Linked DNA regions of Mus musculus: region 1 is linked to region 2. Evidence: chromatin contacts called from public promoter capture Hi-C data. All regions are on one chromosome and are shown on one strand. Each heading gives the region's core, a stretch centred on a gene start, on an enhancer-like site or on the middle of the called end of the contact. The rest is flanking DNA. Distances are from core to core; before and after follow the strand shown. Region 1 holds the start of Fam50b (family with sequence similarity 50, member B). Region 2 overlaps Pxdc1 (PX domain containing 1).

Region 1 (6,105 bases), core at 1,650-4,149, 100 kb before region 2:
ATTTTAATGCAAATGGGATTATTCTATACATTGCTGGGATAACCTCCCAGATACCGGGTTTCATCAAGGGTCTACCTGAAATTTGAAAATGGCCTCAACATACATACTCAACAAGTTGACTTTTAAAACTCTATACTAATCATTATTATACATCTCTGAGATGATCTTTGGGTTTCTGGTGCTTAATACACACCAGTCATGATTATAGGCAACCATTTTTAATGTTATGGCTGTGACTTTAATCTTAAATCTAGCGTCTTGTCATATGTTACTTAAATTCTGTCGTCACACAGGTTACCCACTACCACCCACCAATTTCTTTTTTGATGCTGGGAATGGAACCCTGGCTTCATACATGCTAGGTAAGCATTCTACCACTGAGTGACAGCACAGAACCTTACCTATAATAAACAAATCTCAATGATGTAGCAGCTTTGTTCTTTTCTTTTTGACCTACAGGAACTCTGTACTTACAGAGTACTCGCCTCAACTCTGTTGTATAAGCTTCAGCTGTTTTAGTTTGTTATGTATGTCTTTACTTATATTGGGAATTTTTACAATATAACAAGTTTATGTTATTATATTTATGTATCTAACAGTCTGTTCTTTGATGACTTGTGAGTTTTATATATAAGATAAGTGGTATTCTATTTTCAATCATTTGTTTCTTCACATATTCTATATGGGATTGGTTTCTGAACATGCTGTGAATGATCTAGTTTTTTTTTTCCTAAAAGAAGATAGTAAATCAAAACAACCATTTAGAATAATATCTTAACCTGTTCCATGGCCCATCACTATTCTTGCTACCAATGAGTAATAGAAAAATTAGCAAACAGGAATGACTTATAGGCCTATAACTTATACAGTCTATTTGCACTCTAGCAGTTGAGAACCTTTCTACAGTCAGGAAGAGCCTGCCTCAAATTGGCTTCAAAACTAAATAAATGACTAATAATGCACTTATCAGAAGCTATGTGAGGTCATGCGAACTATACAGGAGCTTGATTTAGAAGTTCAGCAATCTCCCTCCTTTCTGTTTCACCTTCAGCTTGCGTTCATGAGCCATAAGATGAGTAGAGCTGTTTCTAGAGGCTAGATGCTGTCTTCTCTGGTTCCTTAAGCTTTTGGCCCCAGATTTCCTGATTGGTTTCTCCTTGCTTTGCCCACTAATTGTGGACAGGTTGCGGTTAAAAATGGTAAATTGTCCTTTCAGGTAAGTCAATCAGGGTCTGCCCTTGAGCTGGGCAGGTGGAATCAAAATCATAGCATACATGAAAGAAAAGCATTTTGATCACTCATAATACAGGGAAGATGGAATTGGAACCTTTTGTTTTCTCTGAAGATAAGATCACAAAAGCATTACCTTATAAAGAGACAATGACATCGTAGTGTCAATAGACTGTATTTCAGTCAGTCAGCTTTCCGATACTGTAACAACATGCCTGAGATGAGAGCTTATGTGGGGAGTGAGGTTACTTTGACTCATATTTCTGAGAGCTTCACCTTATGGTCAATTGACCTCACTGTTTGGAGGCTGTAGTGAAGCAGTATGTCATAGCAGGAGTGCATAGCAGAGGAAGCTATGACAGGACAGCCAGGAAGCAGAGAGAAAGAGAAGGGCACCAGTGTCTCACAGTCCCCATTAGGTCCCACAACTTCAACATTCTACTGCAATCTAGAAGTGTCAATCTGGGACCAACACATTCCACTCCAAGTCTAGAGGACAGAAATGCTAGATACTATAGGAACTCTGGGGAGCCCTCTGAAATAAATTCCAGCACCATGGGATGAAGAAAGCATTTATCTAAGTCCTCCTTCCTAGTCTCTGTGGCTGATAGTCACTCTGGGTATCAACAGTTCTATATGTCAAGTTTACTGCCTCTGCATTGGAGTAGTCAGAGAGAGGGGGGGGAGAGGGAGAGAGAGAGGGAGAGAGAGAGAGAGGGAGGGAGAGAGGGAGAGAGAGAGAGGAAAGAGGGAGAGAGAGAGGGGGAGGGAGGGAGGGAGGGAGAGAGAGAGAGAGGGGGGGGGGAGAGAGAGAGAACAGACATCCTCAGGTACCCAGCATGAAGACACTTGGCTATAACCACCTACTGCTGCAGTGGCAGAAAAGAGGAGTTCAGAGCAATCTAGCAGAGACAAGAAGCCTTCAGTATGCTTTCAGTACTATAAGCTAACAGTATCAGACCTGAGTTAAGGAGGTGAGACTCATGTAATGGTTAATCTTGTCAACTAACAGGATTTGGAACCTTAGGATACACAGCTCTTGGCATGTTGTCTGGTGGGAGTATTTTCAGAAAGATTTAACTGAGGAAAGACAAACCATCTTGAACATGGCCTTACCATGCCCATGGGCGTGAGTCTCAGACCTAGTAGAAAGGAGAAATAGGGAAAGGCAGATGAACGCAGTCCTTATCTTGCTCGGCTTTCTGACTACAGAAACAACATGACTCCGTGCTTCTGCCAACTTGCTGTCAGGATTAAATGTGAGTCAAACAGTCAATCAAAATAAACCCTTTCCTCCTCCTTAGGTTGCTTTTGACACAGCAGTGAAAAGCAACCAATAGAGAGAACAAGCCCCAATTTCTATTTTCCTAGTGCATATGTCATAGCCCTTTAAGGCATCTTCCTCCTTCCTGCTAGTTTGTGATTCCTAAATTACAATAAAAATGTTGATATTATGTCACCGATAGGGCTCATTAGTCTCCCCTGCTTGCAGGATAATGGACAAATTCCTTTCCTCTAACATTCAACTCCCTTCACAATTGGTTTTACTCGAGTTTAAAGAGCTGTACCTCCCACATCTGCCCCAGCTGGATTCAAGCCAGTCCCCTCACCTTTTGATGTATGAGCCAAGACTCTTCCTTCTGGTGCTTTTGCGAATATTGTTTGTTCTAACTGACACAGAAAATATGCAAAACATTGGCCAACTGCTAGGGCAGGCTCTAACCAATCAGGACAGAGATTGGGCCAATCAGGTGGTGGTCATGTATAACTGCCGACTTGGACTGACTGATGGATGCAGTCCTGCTGCCAGCGTCTGATCTCCTGACAACTGAAATGCAATCCTCCCATGAAGTTTTCCTGGACTGTCGTTGCTCACTTGGGCCTTTGATTATTACAGATTAAATTTTTGTGTGTAGGTTGTTACTAAAGAGTTTACGTGATACACTAGTCTGAAAGTATTGGCACTCTCCAGACAGCATGATTTTATTGCCTTTTCATACAATAACTCATTAGTGATCTTAGCTACAGAGGAGACAGAAAGCTCTGACTCCATTTTGCATGTGGTATAGTATGGTTGATCAGAATAACTTTCAGGTTTTAGAAAAGCTTTTTAATTTCAAAATTTTATAAGGATATAAAATGATAGAACTTTATTCCTCAATAAATAAATAAATAGAAAAAAAAAGAGAAAATATTTCAGAGCTCACAACTTCAGTGTGGTGTTGTCTTAAAACTATTGAATATGGGGAAACTCTACAAAAGCCCTCTAACTGGGGCAAGAAACCTAGTAATTTCTTTCATGTGTGAGCTACTCAATTTCAAGGGATTTCAAATTTCTATGAAATGTTCTTCTTTGTTTGTTTGCTGTGTTTTTGTTTTTGTTTTTGAGACAGAGTCTTCCTATGCAGCCCAGGCTAGCCTCTAACTTCCAATCTTCCTGCCTCAGCCTCCATTAGCAGTGGATATGCTACACCATGACTCAATTCTTTAAAGTGCTCTTTAAATAGCTGTTGGATACATTCCTGGAAGCCACCCAATACCACAATGACTAACAACATTTTAATCTTGACACTCCTACTGAGGGGTCTTGCCCTCGAATCTCTTAGTCTCTGTCCCCTGAGTCTGCTTGGTGAGCTGGTTATATTCACAGGAAGGCTTACTAATTGCCATGTTCTTTCCTGGGCTATTTCTCTTTTCAGTCTGATGCCCACTGTAAAATGTCCAGCCCAGCAGCTATGTCCTGCGCTGCAATCATAATAGCCAGACATGAGCATGTTTGCCTCCATTTGATCGAGCTTCTGATGGTTGTTAGGCATCCATCTGGTAAGGGATAATTTTGGGAAAAGCCGTTGTATTTTCCTTCTGGGTGATGAGACTAAAACTAAGCTATCTAAGAGTGGGGCATTTGTGTAGTATAGGTTCTTCTCCATGTGGTATGGAGCAGTATGCCTCTTTGCTGTAGCAGCACGGGCCCCGTTCTGCTATTGGTTGATAAGACATGATACTCAGACTGAGCAAGTTGCCTTAGGGGAAAGTAAGGGAAATCCATGGGATCGATCCTGGTAGCACTGTCTTATGGGCTGATATATTTCCCTAATGAATGTGGCCCATCAAGGGAGTATATATAGGGACTGCCTTAGAATGGCTGATGGACCAGAGAATATACTGAAGTCCCTGAAAGCGCTGTGTGTACCGAACAGGATTATATGGAAGACAGGCAGAAATTTCACTGCTCCCGCGGGAGGTAATAAGACAATTGAGGCAGGCTCAGCTGTCTGCTCAGAGAGAGCTTACCCAGATTAGAAAGAATGATAGTTTGAAAATAAAATGCTGATGCCAACTTTCACCTTAGCCTCCAAATTGTCAGGTAATATGGAGGAAAGGGGGTGGGTGGGCGGTGTCAAACTGACTTAGAAAAGGTAGTGAGAAGAGATGAGGATAGGCTTGCCATTTCTTATTGCTTGGGGAAGGCACGAGGGAAAGAGGGTACAAGTTAGATCTGCACTAAACGGTTCCTGCTTTGATCCAAAAAGCTTGGACCACATATGAAGAACCAGGCAGTGAGAGGGGAGGAAGTGAGTTTGAAATGATGGTGAGGAGGCTGAGCATGAGTGAGGCAGTGTGTGATGCACAGTCCACTGAGCCAGGCAGGACTGTCTTCTCCAGAGACTTGAGATGGTAATTAATTGAGCAGGGACCTCAGGGTGGGGCTTTTGTAGTTCTGTGACACCCCTCCCCCCTCCCCCCGGCACACACACACTGCAAAAGCTTTCATTTATATTGTGGTAACCTCTGACTTTACATTTAGAAAAAGATCTGAAAAACATGTAAGCAAACCTGAAGAAGCAACATAGAAAATCAGCTCACACAGGGGGCAGGGTCTGGACAGCAATGGCATACTGAGGAGTGAGTGTTAACATCCATTCCAGTAAGTTTGTGACGACAATCTTACACCGTCCTGTGCCTGTGAGATTAATACAGGTGCTGCTGCTTTGGGTGTTCCCAAGGTATGAGTGTCCTTTCCAGATCCCTCTTTGCTCAAGTTGCTAGTTTGTATAATTTGATTTTAAAAAAGAGGCTCCCTGTAAGATTGGGACAGAAAAGTTCAAGCAGCTTTGAGTAAGCTGCCATCCTTCTCTGATAGGTTAATCTGCTCTGTGTCCAGATAACCCAGTGCTCTCTTGTGTTGGAAGCTGGTAAAAACCCAGGCAACTATAATCTGAGGGTTCTAAGAGGAAACAACCCGAGGAGATAGTCTCAAGATGCCCTGATGAAAAGGGTATTAGCACAGCAATGCTAGAGCCACATAGAGGGCAACAGGTAGACTCCATGCCTGGTTCCATACAGCAACAGTAAAATCAGTTTATCCAATTAAGGGTCGGATTGATGGTGTTCCGGCCAAGCCTCTTTTGAAAGGTGACACAGAACTGAACTCTGCACAAGTGTCATGCTATGCATATTTGCAGCATGATGGTGCAGGCCCAAATGTCCACTAGTTGCATGGTTTCACATCACTGAGTTTCCCCCACTAACTGAACTAACAGCCATACAAGACAAGGTACTAGAAGGAATACTATGCCCAGACCTTTAAATGCCTAGCAGTACCAGGAGTAAGAACACCAGACACAGGCATAGCTCTTATAGTGTAAATGAGCACAGACACCATGTGACAAGAGAGGGAAGAAAGAACGAGAAGCTAGAGGGCTGAGCTGAGAGCCGTACAGACAGTGGTTAAGTTGTGACTTTTGGCCTCTGACAACAGTAGTAAGCCACGAGTCTTGGCCTGTGACAATCTGTGCTGGCAAATGGGCTGTACTCAGAGATCTAACTTTGTGGACGGCTCAAAAGAATAAAAGAAAACTAACAGGTAATGGA
Region 2 (5,729 bases), core at 2,763-5,262:
ATTAGCAAAGTGGTCGTTTTAAACTGATGGCCCCTGCAGGTAGACACACGATAAGCTCAGGCTTTCCTTGTTGTAAATTTTGGATAACCCTTCTTAGGTTTTTAAGTGATGACTCTTCTTAAGGTATTGCTTTTAAGTGAATGGAAGAAATGAAAATATAAACTGTCACAGAATCTTTGCTCCAGTGTTAGCTAGCTCAGGCATAGGGAGAGCCGTGTGTGTCGGGCTAGGCTTTGAGCCTGCTGTGGTACCTGCTTTTGTGTTCGTGATTCTTGGTGAGCCATCCGTTTCCAAGCTGGTTTGGAATGGATGCACTGATGGTTTATAGACTCCATCTGTGTGCTCAGGAGACTGCTGGTTCAGCGTGATGAGGGTAACCTAGGGATGCAGGAGGAACCCAGAGCTTCTGGGGACTATCTTTGGTGAAATACCAGCATTTTGACCAATATCCCTCAGTGGCCTGGATCTAGGACTTTGAGAGATTGGAGACCAATATACTTTAGTGTCCTCAGGGCTATACTGGCCTTAGGAACTCTTTGTCATAGACATCTGAGGAGTGACTTGTTCCAAATCTATTCTGGAAAGTCCAGTAAAGATTCCACATCTTTGACTCTGCAGTTCACATTTAGCAAAGATTAGGCATGCAGATAGCTTCAGGAGTTTGTACAGAAGTGTCTTGCATCCCAGGATTCATTCCCGATCCCGGATTCCCATGGTAGCTGGGAGGATAAGACTTGGGCTGTCAGTTAGCAGTGTGAAGGCTGTACTGGGGCTGCCTGTACTTCCTCAGACAGACAGATTTGGGTCACAGTTAATAAGAACAATAAAGAAAGTGGTTCTCTGCTGCCACACCCTCTGAGTGGGGAGGCGAGAGAATCGGAACTTGTGTGGGGTTCAGTGATTTTCAGTCTGACAGCTCACTTCCTGAGCATCTTTCCTTTGCTCTATGTACCCAGAAATGTAGCTGACCCGAGTTCCCAGACTCCTTTCTTATTGGTTTGCTGAGTCCCTCCCCGGTGCTGCACACCACTGGGTGGAGGAGCAGGGAAGAAGGCAGGGGAGGGAGCCAGAGCTGATATCCCATGAGTGTGACTGACTGAGGAAACATGCTGCAAGAGAGCCATGGCATATGCCAGCTCCTTCTCCAGAAGACCCATGACACGTGCTAGCCCCTTCCCCAGGAACCAGACATGCATTTCAGCAAGTCCTTAGCAAACTAATGAAAAAGTGAGAGTGAAGAAGAAACCTATTTTTCTTTATTTCTTTCTGGCTAGTTCCCTAAAAATTCTCTGCCTAAGAACAGAAGTTCTAAGAATGGAACCCCAAATGCCTAGGAAGGTGAAAAATAATCAGGAAGTGATCATTTTCATCACAAAAAAGCAAATTTATATACTCAGGAATAATTACACTGTGGTCCAGTGGGGAGAAGGCTAAGATGATTCTTTAGAGACAAAGGCGTCTGATGTCCAGTAACCCTTAGGATGGGGAGAGATGCTCTTATTGACTGTGTGGGCCTGCGGATGAGGAAAGGCTAAAGTCAAATGTGTCCCTAAGGTGAGGATGCAATCTTGCGGATTAAACATACCCAGAATGTGTGGTAAGTGTTAAGTGTAGGCAAGAGCCTTGCTTAGGAGGACTTCAGAGGTGGTCCTAAGCATGGAGCTCAGCTGCCTGAGAGCCAAGGACTGGAGATGAGTGAGGATCACAGAGAGGGAGAATTCAAGATGGCACCAAGCCTGATGATCTCTCGAGGGAAAGGAGATTCAGTTCCTTCTGAACTGTCAAGGCTATAGTAGGTTAAAAAAGAAGAGAGCCAAGCCACACGAGGTTCTTAAACAGTCAGCTCTCCATGTCTGTGGGTCCAGAGTCTGGATTCAACTAAGTCCAGGCCAAAATACTAGGAAAAGGACTCTGTCTACTGATCATGTGTAGCCCTTTCTCCTCCATCATTATAACAATGACTTAGATATCATTTACATTGCACCAGGTATTATAAGTGATCTAAAGATGACATAAAGCCTAGAGGGAGAATAAGTGGAGATTCTAGAAACACCGCCCCAGTCTGCATTAGATATTTAGACATCATGGGTTTTGATATTCAAAGAGGCTGTCTAACTAAATGGATGCTTGCTTGCCGTGACATTCTCCAATAACAAACTTAAAGGTTTCCCGTAGAGAAGAGTCCCAAGGCCACAAGGCTGCAGTGAAAGCTTCTAGCTTGGTGCCAGCCACCAATCCTCCCCGTCAGCTCTTTCAGCCACAGGAGAGCCCTTGTAAACTAACCGCCAGTGTAGACAAAGGAAGCTGCTTTTGTTTGTTGATTTTTCTAAAGTACCCACATCGGTGCTTACTGGGGGAAAATAGAAATATATATACAGTTTCATGATACAAAGTCAGTGAGCCACTCATTTAAAACACAATCTGATCTCATCCAATGCAATTCTTAGCACCACCCAGGATGCAGATTCTGTCAGCCCTGTCTCAGCCACAGGGTAGAGCTCAGAAAGGGCAGGGAAACGGTGTGATGTCACATGTCACAATGGTGGATAGAGCCTGCCTCAGACTTGTGCCCAGTCCTCCATCTACTTCCCTCCAGCCTCCACTGTAAACCCACAGGCAGGGCACACGTGGAGGTGCTCAGATACCAGAGGATCTTGTTTCAGGGAGAGATACACTGCTCCTGTGGTACTGGTGTCAGCATCTCCATCTTCCTGTCTGAACACTAGAAGGATTCTCTGGGTATCGGGAGAGAGAGCTGGAGACAGTGGGTGATGGGGGAGGGGGAGACTGATATAAACTTCAGCTCTAAAATTTTATTTTATAATTTCATACACATACACACACACACCCTTTCTTTACAAGTTCACCCTCCTATTCTCATGCCTTTTAATTTTATTTTTTTAATGATGCACTATATTTAGAATTGCTATTGTGACCATGGGTAGGAGGTTATTTATTGAACAAGGGCAACTTGACTGTGTCTACACTGTCGAGAAATGTTACTTGCCCTTTCATGGCCCCCATAGCTCCCCAGGAAAAGGTGGGACCTTATAAGCCCATCTTCTGTCCACGACAGACTGTCACTGGGCCCAGTCTTGTGCAGAAGACAGTGTTGCTGTGAGCTCTTGGGTACAGCCGCTATGTCAAGTCCAGAAGACGGCAATTCACAGTCCTCCTCCCCACCCTCCACCTCTTACATTCTTTCTGCCCCTTCTTCCACAATGTCCCCTGAACCTCAGAGGGGGTGATTGTAGATGTCCTGTGTAGACCTGAGCCTGTAGCAGTCACTACTCCTCAGCACTCTGATCAGTTATGAGTTTGCATTGGTAACTGTGCACCGCACAGGGAAACATCGCTTACCCAGGCTGAGAGCTGTCGATCGATGATAAATCCTGAAACTTTAACCTCAAACACTGACCTCTCCTGAGTACTTACCTCATGGCTTTGGTTTTCAGAAATCATGAGGTCCAATGGATTTTGTTTGGCAAACACAGAGACCATAGTCATTGACCACAGCATACCCAACGGGAAGGACCAGCTCCTGGATGCGGATTCCACAGAGCATTTGTGAGTGCACGTCCTCTAATGCGTTTTCCTACAAGGGGTCGAAAGCTGGTGGTATGTGCAATGCTCTACAGCAGTGGTTCCCAAGCTTGTCAGTTCTGCAACCCTTCAATACAGTTCTTCATGTTTAATACAGCTCCTCGTGACTCCAACCAGAATATTATTTTCATTGCTAATTCATAACTACAATTTTGCTACTATTATGTAGGATATCTGATATGCGACCCCTATGAAAGAATCATTTGACCTCCAAAGGGGTCGTGAGCCACAGGTTGAGAACAGCAGCAGGCCCTGCCAGTTTGGGTGTTTTAAATGTTCATGCCATCGTCTGGCGAGAGTTTGGTTAATTGATCTAGGGGAGGAAGAGTCACCCAATCACTAGATGTGAGGGGCATTCAGAAGTTGCAAAACTCCAGGAGATAGTTTGTGTTGGCTCTGAGGTGTAAAACACTGTACTCTGGTCCAGGATCCAGAATCCAGATGCTTCTAGACTTCCTGGACCGGGACTGGGACACATATGTTTGTCTCACAAGTTGATGGGTGACCAGTTAGAACCCTAGTCTGTGATGACTCAGGAGCTTTGACTACTGATGGCTGGACAGCCAAAGGCCACTCATTGTGGCCTGCATTCTACCCTCCTCTGCAATGGAACTTCTGGCTAGACTGTGCTGGAGAGTGCCTGCCAGTTGGGAGGTCTGGCTTTGTTGCTAGGTGTTCCTGGGGACAGAACGGGGTCCCTGGGTATGTTGTGGAGGCAAGCAGACCTAGGCCCTGTAGCAGCTGGTGATGTGAAAAGGTCTCCATCTGACTCCTCTACCATGACAGTCTCTGGCCAGCTCCATCTCACACAAAGCCGAAGGGCTTTCCTTCCCTTAACACTCATTCAGTGTGCACCAGCGTGCTATCCCTGCCAGCCAGAGGTCCCCAAGAAACCACAACTTTCATCCTTCAGAGCCCAAGTCATCCTGGGTCAAACTAGGCTTGGCCACTAGGTAGAGCCTGCCTCCAGGACCATAGGGAGGTAGAGCCTGCCTCCATGACCATAGGGAGCCTCCTGTAGTGTCCCTCCCTGGCTCCTTGCAAGCTCCTGGGACCACATCACCTATACCCGCCTGTCCACTGTTAATCTTTGAGCTGACACAGAACGGGAGCCAGAATATCACTGTGAATAAAGAAAGCATAAAGGCCCCACTACCTTACAGATGCAGAAAGTAATCGCCAAGTCAGCAAAGCTCAAAAGCGCTGCCTGGGCGGTACCACCCATTTAAACTAGTTTGTGTGTTCATGGTTCTTCCCACGTGTCTGCTGCGAGCCTGGAAAGGACCTTATCTCCTTAATGTCCCTTGTCCCCTTCCATAGAACCTGGAGCCCTCAGTATCTTGGCACTGCCCTGGCTGCCTCTTGTCCTCTCTTTCTTCTCGCTAGGGTCCCATACAGTGGCCTTCACCTCTGTCGTCTCTTTCAGGTTTGAGAATGGTGGTGAGTTCACCTCAGAGCTGGAAGATGGTGACGACCCAGAGGCTTATGTCACCAACTTGTCCTATTACCATTTGGTTCCGTTTGAGACGGACATTTTGGACTGAGCCTCTCCATCGGGCCTTCTCTGCCTCCAACCTCGACTGCATGTCCTCATGCTGTCTACTGTGCTCCTCCAAGGGCCAAAGCTACTGCTCAGCCTGGACCTCCTAGGGTCCTGAGGTTCAGCAGGCCTGGGTATTTAGAAAGCAGAGGCACACGGGATCCCGATGACCATAGGCAGCACCGAGGGGCCTTCTTCCTGCTCTCAGCCCCTCCAGCCCGCCTCTTCTGGGATGCCAGGCCATGCTTCTTCTTGTCTCACTGCCGACTTAGGGAACATTCCTCTTGGTCACATGGCCCTGACTCCCCACTTTTCTCTTGTGTGTCAAAGGCACACACAAAGTATTTCAAGAGGATTTTTGCTAAGTTACCAAGTTCTGGACCTCGTGGACGGGGGATATTAAGTGATTCAGGACCTCCCTAAGAAGGATGTGTGGCTCTTTTTTTTTTCTTTACATCTGCTCCCTGGAATCTGGGTTTGGGATGAGCCGGAAGGAGCGTTTACACAACATCAAGCCTGGAGAAGATTGCTAGCTTCGGCGAGGGGAAAGCATTCATGGTCCTGTGCATATGAACCTGATATAAAG

What was found. Promoter capture Hi-C pulls out the DNA fragments that hold promoters and counts their contacts.
Region 1: a promoter capture Hi-C map of liver shows a contact between it and region 2. The contact joins the promoter of Fam50b here to the enhancer-like site in region 2. A contact is called at or near these places in 20 of 39 promoter capture datasets (the 3T3-L1 cell line, the C10 cell line, HPC-7-derived erythroid cells and 10 more), 3 of 15 datasets of contacts at CTCF or cohesin (embryonic stem cells and pro-B cells), 76 of 484 Hi-C or Micro-C datasets (the 3T3-L1 cell line, 3T3-L1-derived adipocytes, the 4T1 cell line and 40 more), 9 of 115 datasets of contacts at active chromatin or transcription factors (VIP interneurons, bone marrow-derived macrophages, embryonic fibroblasts and 6 more) and 5 of 9 other capture datasets (adipose tissue, embryonic stem cells, liver and 2 more).

Annotation. Positions count from the first base shown.
Region 1 is chr13:34,731,644-34,737,748 of GRCm38.p6, reverse strand. Fam50b (family with sequence similarity 50, member B) reads right to left here and starts at 2,899. Exons shown (of 2, transcript NM_001382856.1): 1 at 2,841-2,899.
Region 2 is chr13:34,628,189-34,633,917 of GRCm38.p6, reverse strand. It overlaps Pxdc1 (PX domain containing 1), which reads left to right. Exons shown (of 5, transcript NM_025831.3): 4 at 3,456-3,567; 5 at 5,030-5,729. The coding sequence ends at 5,147. Among named protein-coding and RNA genes, the nearest start is that of Pxdc1, 22 kb to the left of the region's middle. Within about 2 kb of position 4,012, at least 6 of the 459 cell types and tissues checked have an H3K27ac peak or open chromatin away from gene starts, as enhancers often do. A contact at or near this core is called in hepatocytes and liver, where this site is marked.